Regions from separate parts of the Gossypium arboreum genome. Here region 2 is linked to region 1. A link is a contact called in public Hi-C data. All regions are on one chromosome and are shown on one strand. The core of a region is the stretch at or near the end of the contact, and the rest is flanking DNA. Distances in the headings are between cores, read along the strand shown. Region 1 holds the start of LOC108466686 (peroxisome biogenesis protein 16-like). Region 2 holds the start of LOC108457299 (protein-lysine N-methyltransferase EFM1).

Region 1 (5,815 bases), core at 1,319-3,818:
AGTGGTCTTGTAATAAACAGGATCTCCCCAAGAACAAATAAAGCTCCATTAACACCCTTCTCCGACAAAATCAAGGAAAGAGTAGGCCTTTTAATAACTGAAGCTGTAAAAGGGGAAAAACGAAAAAATTAGCAAACTACCCCATCAATTCACCCTAATAAGTAACCAATCATGAAATTTTAAAGAAATAATCACTTGGAGGCGCCATAATCGCATGCTGTTGTTGAATTCTCTGGAACCATACGGGGTCAGACACCATTCTAGCACTCTCTCCAAATCTGCTCAAAGCAGACAATGCCCTTCCTTCAATAGTCCATGTGTTTGACCCATGATTGTTTTGTAACAAACCAGCTCCATGCTGATGACCTCCAGGCCTAGGGAAACCTCCGATTCTATGTTGTGAACCTGTATAATCTGAACTTTTTTCAACATTTGGAGTCTCTCCTCCATGAAGAAGCATTTTATATCCACTGTTCCGAAATAAAGCTAATCTAACTATCACCCTACATCAAATACAAAATAATCAGGCAAAGGCATAATGCCAAAAAAATAAGGAGGAAAAGCCTAGGTGTTTAAAGCGTCACACATTATATAATGAAGCTTTCTTACTTGATAGCTTCTGTAACAGCAATGAAATTCCATTTCTTATCACCATAGTATTGCTCAGCAACAACTTCGACCAAAGTTTCCAAGTCCTTTAGTGCAGATATGCACAACCCATAAGGGAATGATGAAGGATCAGCAGAGCCAGGATGCCTCTCACGAGGAGTAGTATCAATTATATGCTCATTGACGGCAGTGACTATGCCCAAAATTGCAGTTACTGCATAAATTTACCAAATAGTTCAATAAAAAAAAAAAAAGAACTCAGTCTATGAAAAGATGACACAACTTAAGTTGGGAAATATCTTGATCTTCTTCACACTGACATTACAAACCAGGGGACTTAAGAAGGGGAGAGGGAGCGGGGGCACTACATTTAGCTAGAACCTAAAAGGAAGTAATTAAACACCCCATTTAAAACGTTAACTCATTTCTTTCTCAACAGCAACCAATTAGATGATTACTTTGAATCAAGTGGGGGTTGGGGTGGGGAAATCTTATCAGTTTCTACTTTCTAAGCTATAAAGAAACAGCCAATGTTACCAAAGTTTCACAAAACCTGCTTCTGGCCCTATCTCTGAAGTGGAGAACCGTTCGGGAAGAAGCCACGTCAATCCCTGCACAACCATTTTCAATAACAGCATAAGATAGCAACAGTCAAATTTCACAACACAGTAAAAAATCATTCACAAAATGTTGCCCACATTCCCAAGCATGCACACAAATAATCCAAATAACCAAACTATAGATCATAGTCCATAGATACAAAAAGAAAACATAAGTCGGGAATTGGGGTATATATTATCCACAGTAAAGAATAAAAAAGAATCTAGTCGGAGCAGCTAACTGGAAACTCTAAAATTACAGATAATCATCACTCTTCCGGATATAATAACTTTCCATTTTTGTTCTTCAACTGAATGTGTTTTCAGATCCAACATCTGAAAAACAAACACATGTAAAAGGCAATTTTTTTTTTCTTTCATTTCATTTTAAATTGCAAATGGATTTCCTTCACTTTTAAGGAAAGATGGAAGAGGCAGTAGACAGAAATTATATCAGCATAAGTGAAACCCAGAAAGTCACCCACTCTAAATCAATCAAACAAGAAATAAGCTTTGGAGAAAAACAGATTAAAGCACTTATATTTGGATGTATGAGCATATATGATAAATTCAATGCACCTTAACATTATATATATAAGTCATTTACCAAGAACCATATAAAAGCTATTAAAATTAACCTTCCGAAGCAAGGAAAAAAAAAGTTGACATTATGTAATTATAGAAAGGGGGGGAAAGAAGATAAAAGCTTACATTGGCAAGAGACTCCAAAGAGTGTACGTAGTCTTTGTTCCTCCTAACCCATGTCTTATAAGCCTCCATTGATTCGCACAAACTTTATCAGTTAATAAAAAAAAAATCCAATTCAAAAGTTTCGAAACCCTAGCTCGCGGAACCACTCTCAAGCCAATTCATGCTCAATCTTATCAAAATTTTGGAAATTAGGAAGAAACCCAGATTCGCAAATACCCAATCAATAAACCTTTTTTTTTTTTTTTTTTGCAATTCAACCGTTGACTCAATTCCGCAGAGGAAAATGGAAGAATGTTGAGGATAAGTTGGAGATGGGGAAAGTGCGAGGGCTACGAGGTGTGCCTCTTTGTTACTAAAATTGGGTGCTGAGCCTCGAGAGTTAATGATTGGATTGTGTTGGATCACTGAATTCGGTTTCGAAATGATGTGGGAGACCACGAGCTTTAGCGGTAGACCATTGAGGTAATGAAAAAACAGAGGATCATAAAAAGGAGAAACTCAGAAAAGACAGAAAGAGGGAGATGACAGGATATCGGTTTTGTGTGCACCCGAACGAGTTATTGACTTTCACAAAGTCATGAATCTCGTTAATGTCCAAAATATATACACATTAAAGAGAACATTGCCATCATCGTAATACCATTAATTAGGCGATTGCCCATCTTATTTATATCTATTATTTTCTTTATCACAATATTATTTAAGATATTATAAATTTTGATATAATAGGAAAATATTTGGTAGTACATAATTTTAAAAAATTGTCAATTTTAAAATATTTAATATTTTAATATATCTTATAAAATATTTATTAACCCATTAACCTTACTTGTAAAATCTAATAATTTCAATAGCGATTATAATACATTTATAATAATTCTATGCTTTGTTATTTTATATGGTATATTTTATCATATAATTGTGAATAAAATAATAGTGAATTACACCACTAGTCATTAAGCTATATGTAAATTTTTGTTTTGGCTACTTAATTAAAAAAATTATAATTTGATTATTAAACTATTAAATTTTTTTTTATTTAAGTCATTGGACCGTTAAAATCGATGCAATATGACTTTTTCTATTTGCATTGCTTGCATCAATCAAAAGTTCTCTTCTCCCTCCTCTTTTATAGTCCAATTTTATTTTCATGAAACAGTATTAGACATCGTAAATTTGATAATTAAAATTCAAATAGCTTTTTTTTACAATCTTCGACATTGACCTTCAAATCGACTTGGATTTAAAAATTATTTTTCTCCTCGCCGATGACTATTGATCCATTGTACCAATCGTCAAATCGTTCTAAAATTCACTGACGAAATTAAAAAAAAAATGTAATAATCCAGTGACTTAAATAAAAAATTTTAAATAGCTCGACAACTTAAATAAAAACTTTTAAATAATTTAATGACTAAATTATAAATTATAATTTTTATTGTTTATTTATTTATTTGCTAAGCATAAATCAAAGACTTTTATTGATGGAGTCAGATTAACAAAATGCTCACATAGTTGGTAGAAAACAACACATAATAACAGCAAAGAGAACCTTTACAAAACCCATAACAACAATCACCAAAACTAAAGCAGAAAATAAAAAATATACTAAATCCAAGCTTTAAACATCACAGCACTGTCGATTCTTGTAGAACCATGCGCCATCGCTGCTGTTAATAGACCCACACGAGCTGCCTTCCCTTCCCAATGGCCCAAGCCAGGTGATATAATAATCGAAACTGGAACCTTGGAACATCAAGGTGACCCCAAATATGTTCCAACATGATAACATAACAAAGATGCGTACTACCACCACGCATTAAACAACATAGACCTATCGACCCCATCTTTGGCAAGAGAGTCAGCCATTGAGTTACGATCCCTGTTTACATGTTGAAAGTAAACACACCCAATTTTCGAAACAAAGCAATCAATCTCATCAAATTAACCCCAAAGTTTCCAGGGCCGATCATCTTTCTTCTTACACCAAGAAACCGCAAAAGCTGAGTCGGACTCAATGATCAAGCCCTTACCTCTTAATCGGGAGGACTGAATAAAGAGGGAAAGTGCCATTTTAATAGCAATAAGTTCAGCAACAATTGGCGTTGCAGAGCCAATGGGATCCGAGAACATAGCCAAGACATCACCGAGATCATTTCTGAGCACCCCCCACAACCCGCCTGGCCAGGACAACCTTCAACGTTATACTTCAAAAAACCTGCGGTAGGTAGTGACCAACACATTCCATCAGCAGTAAATTTTCCTTTCTGAATACTGTCACAAGCAAAAGGTGAATCCACCAAACTGTTTCAACAAAAGATAAGATCATCTTTGATAGCTTTAATCCAGAAAAGCGGCCTGACTTCAGTGAGAAAGATTACTGCATCAATGGAACAAAATTTCTTCTCAAAGATTGCAGCATTGCGGGCAAGCCAAATGGACCAAAGAGCTGCAGCACACGCCACCCACCAAAGCCTTCTCGAGTGACCATCAAACCGGAAATTGAAACTCAGAATAATGAATGCCTTTAACGAAGGGAAAGCAACCCAAGAAAGGTTCCACCAATTGAAAAAAAAGACACCAGAAATATACATATGCCTGCAATCAATAAACATATGTCCGAATCCTACGTGCACTCATGACACCAAGGGCAAAGTCATTGCTCGAACTCCACATGCACACCTTTCCCAATGAGGAAAGCCATTGTTGGAAGGCTTTCCAATTAGCCAAGCTATAGGAATGCTTAAACCTTAGGAGGTGTTCGAATTAAGTGAACCGAAGTAAAATAAAATAAAAGTAAACTTCATATAGAGCTACACTTCTTTTATTTTATTTTAGAATAAAATTTTTTAAACCTTATTAAACTTAACGTGTTTCAATCTTACTACACTCCTATTAGAATATGATTTTACAAGCCTATAAATAGACATAGTCTACTCTTTTTGTATTCTTTCGAATTCAATATAGTGAATTTTCTTCTCCTCTGCCCGTGGTTTTTTCTCGAAAGGGTTTTCACATAAAAATTTGTGTGTTCTTTATTTTTATTTCTCTTTTCTTTGCGATATATTATCATTACTGACATTCTATTTTTCACAAATTGATATTAGAGTTTCCGGGTTTTTCATCTCAATCACTATAATAGTATCTTTGAAGTATAAAATTCCGCTGTTGGATCGCAACACAGATTCGCATTGTGGCAGATAAAGATGCAGACAGTTCTTGCACAAATGGACTTAGAGGAACCCTTGCTAGGATAAATAAGATACCTTCGACATTAACGGATGAAGAGAAGAAGCGTAAGGATCGAAAGGCATTAACACAATTATATCTGCATTTATTTAACGAAATTTTACAGGATGTGATGAAGGAGAAGACCGTCGTTGTATTATGGAAGAGGCTGGAACAAATACGTATGTCGAAAACTCTAACTAGCAAGTTGCATATAAAGCAACGTCTTTATGCTCATCATTTGGAGGAAGGTGCGTCTATGCACGAACACTTAACAATATTTAAAGAAATTCTCTCAAACTTGGAGGTCATGGAAGTTCATTATGATAAGGAAGATCTAGAGTTGATTCTACTTTGTTCGTTGCCTCCATCTTATTCAACCTTTAGAGACAATTTTATATAACCGCAAGGCTCTCACAGTTGATGAGGTTTATGATTCTTTGACCTCGTATGATAAGATGAATCATCTTTTGGTTAAATTCAACTCTCAGGGAAAGGGTCTCATTGTTTGTGGGAGACAAAATCGAAATACTGATGATGATCGTGGAAGGACACAGGAACGAAATCCTTGTGGTAAATCTAAAAGTAGGTCAAAGTCTTCATACAGAGGTAAAACTTGTAACTTTTGCAAGAAAAAAAGGGCACATTAAATCTGAGTGCTATAAGCT
Region 2 (5,922 bases), core at 1,790-4,289, 290 kb before region 1:
TAGAAAGAGTTCATTTTGAGGGGATTCCTACCAAAGGAAATCTTCAAACCACACCTCACTGCAAAAGAAGCATTAACAACAGTTCACGTTTGGGCAATAAGAAAATAACTAAATTATTCTTGACAAGACCAGAAACTCAACAATTTAAATGCAACAATGGATTGCCATCTTGTTTAATGTAATTAATACAGACCTTTCTGAATCTCCATCAAGAACCAGAAGTTTCTTCACCAATTCCTTCACTTTATCTTCGTACACAGACATCAAATCCTTTTTCTATAAAACAATTATACTAACTTTCATCATCATGGTTAGTCAAATTTCATCAATTTGATTTTCAAGAGAAACAGAAAACTAAATACTAATATTTACCCGCAATTCAGTTGCTCTATACAAGGTTGTTCCCCGCAACTCCAAAAGCTCATCATCAGTAAACCAAACCGGATTACCAAAAGTAGTTGGAAGCATATCAAGGTACCTGACCCAACCTTTCAATCCACATAAATAATAAAGGGAAAAAAAAGAACACTAAGATGCCAATCACATAAGTTAAGTACGTACGGTTTCCATGAAGAATTCTTTCGGAGACGTTCCACAATAAGAAATAAAATCATTAAGAACCTATCATCAACTTCTCCTTCTTCAAACATTGCTCTACACTCTGCTCCAATTAAAGGATCTTGCAGTACCCTCATTGGAGTTATTGCTAAATCCAGTGGAACAACAAGAAGAACCCCTGCCCAGTTTCTTTTCCTCATAAAATTAACGAAAACCTTACAAAGAATCAAACAGAATTCTATTTTTTAACTTCTTTGTTACAGGGCTTTTTGCTACTGACCATCTTCGGGTGAACCATTGGTGGAATAAATACCAAAGCCTTTGGTGGAGTCGCAATATTTGATTTTGCAGCCGCGGAATTGAGCTCCGTTTACCTGAATTAAAATCACTGTTAGTTGAACCAGAGGAACAGAAATGTAGAGTTGACGGCTTGAAGTTGAGTTCAGGGTGTTGGAGAACTAAACCTGAAGCCATTGAAGGAAGTGCTCGAGTTTTGCTTCCTCTGTACACGCCATTATCGTCGGTGATGGTTACTTGGCTCAAGTTGGCCGGTGACCAAAGGCACTACACTGAGGTTTAATAAGGGCTTTAGGAATTAGGTCTGAAAAAAAAAATTTGAGAAACTTAAAACTGATCCCAGTTAGGGATGGCAGCGGGTTGGATATCTGCAATTTATGGATTATCCGAATCCACAGATTATCCGAATTTTACTATCCAGTTCCAAATCAGAATTAAATACATTATCCGCCGAATATCCGAATCCGCAAAAAATCCGAATTTAACATTTTCAACCTTATGTTAGATATCCGAATCCAACATAACCAAAATCCAAATCCACTAAAATTAAAATTTTAAAAATAATATAAAATCAAATAAAAAATTAATTTTAAATAAATTTTATTCATAACTAAAATAAATAAATGTAAAATAAATGAACAAAAAAGCTAAATAATAATTCAAACAAACTAAACATAAAATTTCACAAAATTTAAATATTACTAACAATTTAAACATAAAATTCCAAGCAAATTAAAATTTCAATAACAATTCCAGACAACTTGATTTACTAGTAGTTCTGCTTCACTTCTTTGACTATATAATGATGGAATAGACCTCGATGGAGCATTGTCACTTTATTTTTAACAAGATTGAAATATATTCTCATTTCAAGGCAGTCCCTTGTAAGCTTTCAAAACTGCAAACTAACCACCAGCATTCAAATGAGCTTTTATAACCTAGTTGCTCTATGAAATTAGAAAATTCCCCAAGTAAATGGAAGAAAAACCAAAACCTTCATCAACCACTTACCGATCTTGCATTAAACATGAATCGCCTATTTCCATTTATAAGAATGCTGAATGTGTTTTGTTCATGCATGCATTGTACTTAAATTGCTTCTACAAGTATAAATGGCATTAACTGGAATGATATCAGATGTCAATGGCTCTAAAATCCGCCTTACAATCATCATCATAGAGCGGAATTTATCACTTGAGCTAAAACGATAAAGCTAAATTAACTACGTCTAACAATTTCTATCTCTAGTTCACAATCAATATCAGTTGGAATATCAATATAAATGTTTAACTCCGGCCAGTATAATTTTACCTTTGAGCTAGTTCAACATGAGCTATCCCTGGAGAACCAAAACAATCAACATTTAAAGACAAGATCAAACAAACAGAAACCTTCTCACTATCCCCCATAAACTCATTGTTTTCGCTACAAGCCATTTTTCAATATACCAATAAAATTTTAAAATTAACAATTCAGTTCATAAACATTAACAATAAGCATCAAAATCAAAACATTATAAACATTTTTCATGGTTCGAACATCTATGTTCTTCTAGCTAAGTAAATTTGGAGAGACAAAGAAAAAGGAAATTATTATTATTTTATTACATTCGGACATGACAGACTGTCTCTCTGTTTTGGTCTAAACTTCAAACTCTTTCCATTTCTTGTTTTTCTTTCTTTATTAGAAAATAAATGAAATTATTAGAATGGAAGTGAGTGAAGTTTGGAAGTTGTAAGAGATTCCATGTTTCCTCATTAGCTCATTGTTTGTTTTTTTCAAATTCAATGCTCTTAAATCTTTGACCACTAGCCTAAATAGTGATAAACTTAACCAAGTAACCAGTCAAAGGAGATTAAGGGCTGACATAGTAACATCTAAAACTAAAAATCAACCAGAAATAGAATCCTAAAACATCAAGAATGGGTTTACAAGTAACGAAACCAACCAATCAAATGAGAATTTTAAGGGCCGGTGGTCGACGGTGCCTTGTTGGTGCTTGCCGGTGACTGCCTGACTGGTGAGAGGCTTAGAGCTTGAGACGACACTTTTGGGAATTTTTTAGGTTTTGGTTGGAGTTGGGCTTAGCCGATTGTATTTTCAATATCTCAACTTTCTAACTCAAAACTTGGCTGCGGGCCTGCTTCAAAGTAACACCTATGCTTTGCATTTGACCTATATTAAAAAAAAATCCAACTAAACTATTTTCAAAATTATTTTATTAATATTAGATATTATCGGGTGGAAGAAAAAAATGATATTAAAATTATACTTATATAAAAATCAATAATTAAGTTATAGGTAAAATGGTAAATTGTTTATATTTAAACAGTTTTTAAGGTCGATCCCCCTCAATAGTATACCTATCACACCTTTCACCATTTTATTTTTAGTCACTAGCCAAAGAAAATGACACTCTCTAGGGATGTCGGCTCTTCCAAATGGTTCTTTATTTTGCATTTGGTGGGTTCAATTTGATCTTGAAGCACTTTTCACCAAAAACAACCCATTACCATTCCACCGCTAAATAAATGAGTTTGATTGAGCCTGCCGATTAGGATGCGTAATGTCCCTGCAATGAAAAGGACCATTGATCGATCTAAAAGATGTTAGAATTCATTCCAATCCCATCTTCCATCTCTATGTGTACCATATCATATATTCGACCATCTATGTCCACTCCACTTAGGTCTTGACAATGATCTTTCAGGGGATCAAAGTCGACATCCAATTATCGGACCAAAATTTGATCTTTTCCCCTTTCTCATGGTCTATCAAATGTTATTCTTTTAGTATCTTTAAGATTGATTTCCAAATGATTACTTTAACATTACTTAAAAGATGTTAAATATTTAGCATTATTGTTAAAGAATTTTGTGAAATTTAAAATGTTCATTTTAGATATGAAATGGTAAAATAAAAATAAACTAATTTAAATGATATTTAGATTTGTTAATATTACACTATATAAAATATCAATTTTGAATACTTTAAACAATTATGATAAATTGTTTATGCTAATAGGGCTTCGGCATTGTTGGTTAACCCGAGGCCTTGGGTCATTATGTATCCAAGTTTGAGTGCCACCATTTTTAATTGTGATGTGTGGGTCTTCAATCCCAATATATGCGTATATGGTTGCGTTCTCTTATTTGTTTGTTGTGTTTTTATATTGGTTATATTCTATGCTTCAACATATATTTGTATTTGTAATAGTAAAATTCAAAAAATTATTTTTAAAATTTTATTTCAATATATAAATTATATTGAGATATTAAAATAACATACAATAATGCAAAATATCCTTCTTCTTTTTTCGTGTCCTTATTATTACTATTGACAAAATATTATATTAGAATTATTTTGTATTAATAAATATTCAATTTAAATTTAGTAAAATATATAAAAAACTATAATAACTGAAATATAAAATTTTAAGACTTTTAAACAATTACAATAATTTTTTTGTAAAATTTATTCAATATATAAGTCATATTTGAAATTTATAATTAATATAAATGAGAGATAAATTTATAATTTGAACCAAGCTTTTGAAAAGTCAAAAGGTAGAATTTGTATTTGACCTAAAAAGTTAATTTTTTTAATTTCAAAATTTACTTATAGATAAAAAAAGTTTTAACTTGAAAATCTAGTGTAATAGTATCGCAATATCTTTTTATGTAATTGTTTAGGTTTGATTCTCTCCATATGCACGTTGTGATATGTTTATATATAGAGGTGTGCAAATAATTGGTGTAATAAAAATTTACGATTTATTCAATTAGCTTAATTAGTTTTCGTGACTATCAATTTGATTTTCGATTTTATAAATTCAAATAGAATAAATTAAATAAATTTTTAAATAATATATATTCAATGCCTAACTCAATTTCCAAATATTGAATACCAATATAAAACCTAACTCAATTAAACTAAAACATTAAAACAACCCAAAACTTAAAATAAAATAACACAACTCAAAATATTAAATTTAACCCAAATCAATTACCCAAATAATTAAACTCAATTACCCCATTAATTAATCAAAATTTAATCTAATTATAAAATAAAAACATTGGCAAAATATTGTACAACTTAAACGACAAAAGCACTATATAAAATAAATTAAAAATAAAAATATTGCATATTATTGAAATTCAAAAGCTTGGAATGATATTTAAAGATAAAAAAAAAATGCAATAATTTATCTAGCTCACCCGCTTTTCAGTGTAAACACTTTTAATGGAGCATTGAAGTTCATCTGTATATAACAGCATCATACTCCTCAAAAGGAATAACATAATGGTTTCTATCACGCACGTCCCACATATACTCCATAATAGCAATTTCGTTGTAACAACTTGCTATGTCATCACTATCAAATAAGAGGACTTTCGTTATAAATACCTTTCATATTGAAGTAAAAATGATCTTCTCCCCAGTTATCAACCTTGAGCTTTTACTCTTTGCATTTAGTTTTCCTATCCTTCACACAACTTTTCTCCTCTTTTATGGACCTTCATTGCACCACCATCTTTTTCTTTTTATCTCCTCTCTTGTTGAAACTTATATCAACAAATATATATTAGGTTAGAAATAATTATAAAAATTATTATTTTTTCTTTTATTTTCGAAAGAATTGAAAAAACCCTTTCATAATTTATGAAACAATCTTACTTTAAAATTAGAGGGAAAAAAAACCAAGGCATTGTTCTTAGGACTTAAAATCCTCCGTTATAGATTGAATGAGAAAATGAGCAGTGGTTGGTATCAGCGTGTGAAAAAGAGAGAAGAGAGGGTGAGTGAGAGAGCAGGACATGCAGCCAACCTGCAATCTGGCTTTGTCAGAGGTTTATCATTGACGCCCAAGCCCCACTTGTCTTGGGAAGCTTATTCAAGTAACATGTCCAAAACTTTGAATATTAATGACTCCACCTGCGGCTTTGCTTTTGCATGCACGGCATGCAGTTCCTCGAAACCCACATATATTCACACCATCACTTAGTATATAACTCAATTCCTACCATATCTAAACCATACTTGTTATAGAGAAACGTAATCTCATCA

Evidence for each region. A called contact is a pair of places that touch in the nucleus more often than the background predicts.
Region 2: a Hi-C map of leaf shows a contact between it and region 1, with 4 times the contacts expected there. The contact joins the promoter of LOC108457299 here to the promoter of LOC108466686 in region 1. A contact is called at or near these places in 2 of 5 Hi-C or Micro-C datasets (both in leaf).

Annotation. Positions count from the first base shown.
Region 1 is chr7:70,394,408-70,400,222 of ASM2569848v2, reverse strand. It overlaps LOC108466686 (peroxisome biogenesis protein 16-like), which reads right to left and starts at 2,568. Exons shown (of 8, transcript XM_017767063.2): 1 at 1,920-2,568; 2 at 1,163-1,220; 3 at 610-823; 4 at 196-503; 5 at 1-103. The coding sequence starts at 1,988.
Region 2 is chr7:70,686,639-70,692,560 of ASM2569848v2, reverse strand. LOC108457299 (protein-lysine N-methyltransferase EFM1) reads right to left here and starts at 3,039. Exons shown (of 18, transcript XM_053030897.1): 1 at 2,804-3,039; 2 at 2,167-2,194; 3 at 1,023-1,127; 4 at 839-932; 5 at 562-736; 6 at 373-478; 7 at 194-276; 8 at 32-58. The coding sequence starts at 1,073.